Linked DNA regions of Sus scrofa: region 1 is linked to region 2. The links are chromatin contacts, called in public HiChIP or PLAC-seq maps. All regions are on one chromosome and are shown on one strand. The core of a region is the stretch at or near the end of the contact, and the rest is flanking DNA. Distances in the headings are between cores, read along the strand shown.

Evidence for each region. HiChIP or PLAC-seq counts read pairs in DNA pulled down with a chosen protein or histone mark.
Region 1: an H3K27ac HiChIP or PLAC-seq map of skeletal muscle shows a contact between it and region 2. The contact joins two enhancer-like sites. A contact is called at or near these places in 2 of 2 datasets of contacts at active chromatin or transcription factors (alveolar macrophages and skeletal muscle).

Annotation. Positions count from the first base shown.
Region 1 is chr13:126,367,220-126,370,416 of Sscrofa11.1, reverse strand. All of the region lies in intron 8 of LPP (lipoma-preferred partner), which reads right to left. Among named protein-coding and RNA genes, the nearest start is that of MIR28, 87 kb to the right of the region's middle. Within about 2 kb of position 1,731, at least 7 of the 83 cell types and tissues checked have an H3K27ac peak or open chromatin away from gene starts, as enhancers often do. A contact at or near this core is called in skeletal muscle, where this site is marked.
Region 2 is chr13:125,578,185-125,581,735 of Sscrofa11.1, reverse strand. No RefSeq gene overlaps it. Among named protein-coding and RNA genes, the nearest start is that of BCL6, 190 kb to the right of the region's middle. Within about 2 kb of position 1,270, at least 3 of the 83 cell types and tissues checked have an H3K27ac peak or open chromatin away from gene starts, as enhancers often do. A contact at or near this core is called in skeletal muscle, where this site is marked.

The sequences.
Region 1 (3,197 bases), core at 482-2,981, 790 kb before region 2:
ATATCAGATGCTTGTTACTATGAAACACTCAAAAAGAGCACTTGCCTTCTTGCCTTGCAATAAAGATGATGCCAGCCTTGCCTGGCATCCTCTGATTCTGCAGGGAGGTGAGCAAAAGAGAGATCCAGGAAGTAAGTTCTTTTTTTTTTTTTATTTTTTTTAAGTAAGCCTGACTAGGGGAAGGAATTACCATGTCCCCATTCAAAGTCATCAGAATATCAGAGAATTTCCACCCAAACTCCCCAGCAATTTTCATCTACAAGTTGGGCCTGTGCATTTGCCCTTGAGTGCAACAGCTCTTATGATAATTCTACAGCTGGAAGCAAGACAGCTGGCTTCACTCTCACATCCTTCTTTTCAATTTTTTACATTTACATTTCAGCAATGACTGCTGACAGGCTCCCCAAGCCAAGTTCTCTTCTCTGCTTCTTATACACACATAGAGTCCCAAATCCAAGGTACAGCAAAGGACAAAGAGTCAAAGACTCTCTTAGGAGACACTGGGATCTAAATGGAAACCCAATTCCCCTCCAGCCACCCGCCCCAAATAAATATCAAAGCAACCAGAGGCACACCCGTTGGGACAAGAACTAAGGGAAAGAAAAAAAGAATAAAATGTGATAACCCCCACCCCAATAATGGTTTCAAATTCATAAGGGAATATGCCAAAAATCTCAAATGGCTATAACACCAATTGTAGAAGGTTAAAACCTATGAGAGAGGGAGAAATAAAAGCCTTGCATGTTCAGAAAAGGCCCCATCTATTTAGGGAAGTTCCAGGAAAGCTTTTTTAAGGTTGGATGAGATAGATTTTCAAATGGTGGAGATGGAGAAAGGTACAAGGCAGACAGCAGGCTGGGCACAGAGAGAGAAGGCTAAGATAGCAATGTCTGGGAGAAGTGTCCAGTTTGGCCCAGTATTGTAAAAGGAATGTGGAGGAGAGGCGTGTGGGGTAAAAGTGAAGTGTTTCAGGACTGCTTCTTACACGAGCTGGGCTGGAGGTCTAGGCACATAGATCTCAAATCTGGGTGTGCAAAGGAACCTTCTCCAAGAGCCTTATAAACAATGCTAACTTCCTGGCTTCTTGTGCAGGAATTCTGGGGAGTAGTCCAGAATTTTGTTTTTAATGAGGACTTCAGGGTGATTCCAAAGCAGGTGGCCTCTGGCACATTTTGGGAAAACCAAGCTCCCTGAGGCTCATGACTGGTGACTGGTCCTCAGACTCTTCAAGCTCTCAAACCAGCAGTGTGCAGATAACATTCTGGAGACTGAAACATGGAAGAATAACTGTCCTTTGGGGATTCAAGCTACACAAACTTCTCTTCTGCAGGTTCTGTACATATGTTCCTGAGCCTCAGTCTATGCAGTTATTTACTGCTCAGAGCCTCCACACTTTGAGTTTTATTCAGCCCCATCAGCCTCTCTGAACCCTCACTTAGCCACTGGGGTAAGAAATACCATTTTCATTCTATTTGTGAGGAAATTTAAGCTAAAAGAAATGAAGTGAATGCAGACTAGTGTCTGAAGTTAAATTCCATATTCTTTCTCTAAAAATATTTGCTGCCTCATCTCAGGCCCCCTAAATGAAAGATTGAATATCTTACTTAGGACTCTTCCAACTTATTTTCTGGTTTATTTTTAAGATCAGTTTGAAAGCATAATCTCTCTCTCTCTCTCTCTCTCTCACACACACACACACACACACACACTCTCTCTCTCTCTCTCTCCTTTCCTCCCTCTATCTCCTCTGCCCAAATCTTTAATTCTAATCGAAAATGTATTCATTTTTCGGTTCTGAGGGTACAGTCCAGTTAAAAAGACCCTACTAATACAGATTTTGCACTGTACTGAGTAATTATCATTCCTTCATCCTTTAGGAGATATAGGATAAATATGAAAGAAAACAAGGAACAGACTCCTTCCCCATTTTCTTTCCAACCTTTTATCTATCTCTAAAGTAGGAAGTTTACTGAACCACTGCCAACAATTCACTCAGCCTAATGAAGTGTATAAGTAATAGGATTAAATAATCTTAAACCATTATTACAGCGGCCTGATGCTGACATTCATCCAAACTCTGGCAAACACCAAGTGGTGAGTTCATGCTTGATTTAAAAATAAACAAACTAGGGCAGTGGGAAAGTTCTAGCATAAAGTTTCAGAGGCATGTAACCTGGAAATCTGAGACTCTCCATTCTGGTTAGGGCTGAAGCAACTTCTGTCTTATGTCTAAACTCTCCAACCAAAATTTATGCAATCCAGTATTTTCTAGGGATGTTACTCTGGGCCCTGTAGTCACATATGGTTAAACCTCTCATGTCAGTCCCAAAGAAAGCAGTTCTTTGAAGGCATCATCAAGGCTCATGGTTTCTATTCCTGCCTCTGACATTAATAAACCATATAACCTCAGGCAAATCAGTCAGCTTTCTCAGGCTTTAGGTTTTCTCAGCTATAAAATGACGTTATTGAATTTCTAAGGTTCCTCCTGGCTCTTAAAAAGCATTCTATCTCTATGACAAGAGAAAAAAGTAGAGTTTGGGATAGCAGACTGTGGCAAAAGGTATGTCTGGCTAGGTCTCTATTATTCTGGGCCATCTTCTTCCAGGTGGGAGCCTTACTACCCTTTCCAGGGAGGGCCGTATAGCCTGCAGGGATGTGGTGGGCAGTAATGAAAATCAGCAAAGGGCTAGGGGCTCTATAGGGGAAAAGGCTAAATAAAATCCATCAGCAAAGGACAGTGCAGTAACTATTCTCCCACTGAAAGTTGAGCTGTTGTATAATTACAGGGTGATGATATAAATGCCTGTTAAAGTGAGAGGTGCTTTCCAAAGCATATTCAATCCTCCAATCATTTTGCTCCTGAGTTAATTATCCCTGTAAAATTTTATAGCATTCTTCACTTAGATCATTTACCCTTTTAAAGGTTTACCTAGGTATTTTGTTTTTGTTGCTTCTTCATAAAGATTTTTTTCCCATTTTATTTTCTAAATGTAAATTTCTATTTTGATTTTGCTAGGTTACTAATAAATAATTTAGGTTTCCTTAGATTTTCTTAAATAATTATCATATAATTCATACATATTTATACACCCTAGTCTTACAATTTTGAGTGAAAAAGTCTCAGAAAAATAAGTATGATACAATACATTCATTTAAAATTAAGAAATACTATATGCAAACAACACAACATATATATT
Region 2 (3,551 bases), core at 21-2,520:
CTTGTGCTCCCCTGAGACCAGGGCCAGATTCGTTCTTGGAGAGCTGCAGCTAGGCTCTGGGGTGTCTTTTACTCTGAGAGGGGGCTATGACTCCCCCCTCAAATCCTACCCCCTCAGACTCTGGACTGTGCCTCCCTCAACCAACTTCCTGCCCCTGGCAGGTGCCAGCAAATCTGGGCCGGGCATTTTCTGTCTCACCTGCAACATTCACACTCCTTCCTTCTTGTTTCCCACCTCCAAGAGGTTGACCTTTGTGAAGACCAGTAGGTTCCCCTGCCCTCTGCCTTCTGGTTGGATTCAGCCTGGCACCGATTAGGTGGTGGGAGGGTGGGAGAAGGAGATGTGAGGATGGCTCCTTCCTAGCCCCCTACCTGCCTGCTGTAGCTTGGCAATGGTTGGGTGCATCCAAAGTGTCAGAAGCCACAGTTCCAGCTGGGCAGCCCCCTGCCAGCTCCCCAGCACTGCCTACTTTTCTGCTACATTCTGGTAATCTCTCCTTTTGCCCTTTCATCCCAAGGACCAGTAACAGCTCCAGGTTATTGTTAGCCTCAGGGTGCCTCCCTGTCTCTTGGTTTTCCTTGACCTTGGCTCAACCTTTATGAATTATACTTAAATTAATCTCTCTTTGGTCACCTTATTTTGAGTGTATCCTCTCCTTCCTCTTGGACCATTGATATCTACTGCCTCTTTCTTCCTTATATCTAGTCTTCCATTTCTTAAAAGCATGGATGATCCCGGCTTTTAACATGAAGTTCTGTTGGAGAAGGTTAAACTTCTTGCAGGGTTTAACCAAAAACCAAAACAAAGCTAAAGAAAAAGCAAAAGACTGGGTTTCCCAGGAATATGGGAAAGAGTACTGGGCTTGGACTTGGAAGCAGAAAACCCAAGTTTGCCACTTACTAGCTCTGCCCTGCTAGTCACTTGGCTCTTCCATTAAGTAGAGTAAGAATAGCTCTTTTGTCTTGTCTTTCTCATGAGCCTCTTGGGCAGATGAAATGAGGCCAGGCCAGTGGAAGTACTCTGAATGCTGAAGCATTTTCTGAGCATTAGGTGTTACTGTTGCTTTATCAGACATGGCATGTGGACAAAATCCTCAAAAGGCCATGTCTTGCATTTTCCAGTGCATTCAGATTCCCCTGTTGCCTCTGTGCCTCCTGGATTAGGAGACCTGGCATTTGTGGAATCCAAGATGAATGTCCAGGGGGTACTGGCCAAGCATGGGCCCACACGAACAGAGCTAAAAATACCTTTGACCTCAGTGGGAGCATCTCAGTCCTGAAGGGGATGGGCCTGGAAGGCAGAGTGTGAGGGGGAATGACTCCCATCATTCATCAGCTGGGGTGAGGGGAGGACAGGGACAAGGTGCTATCCTTTTCAAAGCCAGTGGGAACGGTGGCTTGATCTTTCTCTCTGTCTGTTAGTCTGTCTGTCTGTGAAGAAGATTAACCTGAACTTTTTGTACTTTTCCTGTTAGAGTGAAGGCCACACCTTAAAGCTCTTCCTCGTGGCCAAGCCTCTCAGGAATTTTCCCAGCCTGCCTTGTGGAGGTGACAGATACCTCCAGCCAGAAGGAGGTAAGGAGGTGATCCGAGGACTTTGGTGTGGAGTTAACTGCTGAAGCTGACTTCAAGCAGAGAAGGAGACACTAATCCAGGAGACTTGGTTTGATTTATTCAGGGATGGGGAGTGGGGAGACCCACTAGCTCTCAATCCTAAAGAGGAATGGTTTTCAAACAATAATCCTTAGAGCTCTAAATGGTTGCTATTTAAAATGTGGTCCATGGACCACCAGCATTGACAGCAACCAGGAGCTTGATAGAAATACAGACGTCTGATCCCACCACAGACCTCTAGATCTGAATCTGCCTTTTAACCAGATCCACTGTGGATTCACACGTGCATTAAAGTTTGAGAAGCACGGTTATAGGATCCCTGTGAAGTACCTGAGGGATAGGTGCTTTCCAGTTGTATAGATGGGGTCCCTTAAAAGATAACATTTGAAAAAGAAGCTCCATTTGTATTTAAAGAAAGAAGAAAAGGTGGGAATCAATGTGATCTTTCCCATTCTTTGGTAGAAGAGGAAATTCTGCGGCTGGTCTTTTTCCCTCTCTCCTTCTGAGGTCAGCCCCTGCCCAGCCTTTCCATTAGCTCCCCAGATGCCCAGCACAAGCCTGGCGTCGGCTGGATCCATAAATGAGGGGCCATGTTAGGTGACTAGTGGAAATTGGATTATATTTCCCAAGCTGCTTCTCAGCTCTGGGGTCTGGTCTTGACAGGACTGCCTGATGAGGCACTGAGGACTAAAAGGGAGCTTGCCGTGACCTGGGAGTTTAGGGCTTGGTGTGGGGGTTCTTTAAAAGGGAGGGCAGGAGGGTGGGGAGCTGTCTCCTATCCTCCTAGGTAGAATTAAGGAAGGATCTAGAGTTTGTTGTAAGAAGACCAGCCTGGCAGGAGCTGAGAAGAGAGAAGTCTACCTCCAGCTGGGATCTGGGCACAGCCCCATGGCGGCAGATTTTCAGGATTTCCAGAGGAAGTGCTTGGTGGCCCGCAGTCTCAGTTTGCTGCAATTATAAATATCTGTGATTCGCATCCCCTTCACATACTCCCCTGGAGCTGCGCAGCACGTTCTGCCACCGCTCCCCCTGCCCCACCTTCCCTCGGGTCCCTCACGGGCAACATCCATGGCTTCCGTCTCACAGCAGGGGAAGCCGAGGCTCTGCAAAATTATCCAAGGCACCACCTCCAACTGGGCTGACTGGGGGAAGAAACTAGCACATTAGCACAGCCTCAGAGTCTTTCATACACCGGCCCCAGATTTCTGGCTTGAACTTTGGCCTCTTCTTATCCTGCGTTTTCCCCTCAGTCCAGACCACCCACCCCTGCTGGTCTTCCCCAAACATATGGCCCTTGAGTTGTTTGCACATGTTCCTTTTCCTACTCTCATACCTCGACACCCCTAGACACACAGCTGTGCCTCTCTCTGCTGGCATGACACTTCACTGGAGTCTTCTGACAGTGTGCCTCCCCCACCCCCCACCTTCTCCAGCTTTCAAAATCAGGGAATCAAGGCGTGTTTGAGTCCCCTCAGTCCTTAGCACAGTTCGGTCCTCAGAAAAACACTTGTGTAATAATGAATGAATCAGAAGACAAAAACACACAAGCTAGTGGCTGAAGCAGAGACAGACTATTTCATAGACTTTTGTGGGTGAAGGGAGCTTGCCACTCAACAGTCTTGATGCTTTGCAGGAGCCCAAATCGAAAGAGATTTGGAACAGAAGCTGCCACTTCCTAATGAAAAAGTCTTAGAGACACCTTAGATACTAGCTTGTGACTCAAGATACTTGATTTATCTGAGTCCCAGGGTTGGCTGGTTTGTTTTCATCTGAAAAGGGAGATTCTGAGATTCTTTACCACCTAGGCTCATTAGGAAAATGCAATAAGATGAAGTACATGTAAAATGTTTATTGGAGTGTAAGCACCTCCTACACTCCCAGTACTTGCCTGCTATTACCTCCTAGAATTGTCCTTTCTTCTCCTATCCTGGAGCTCAG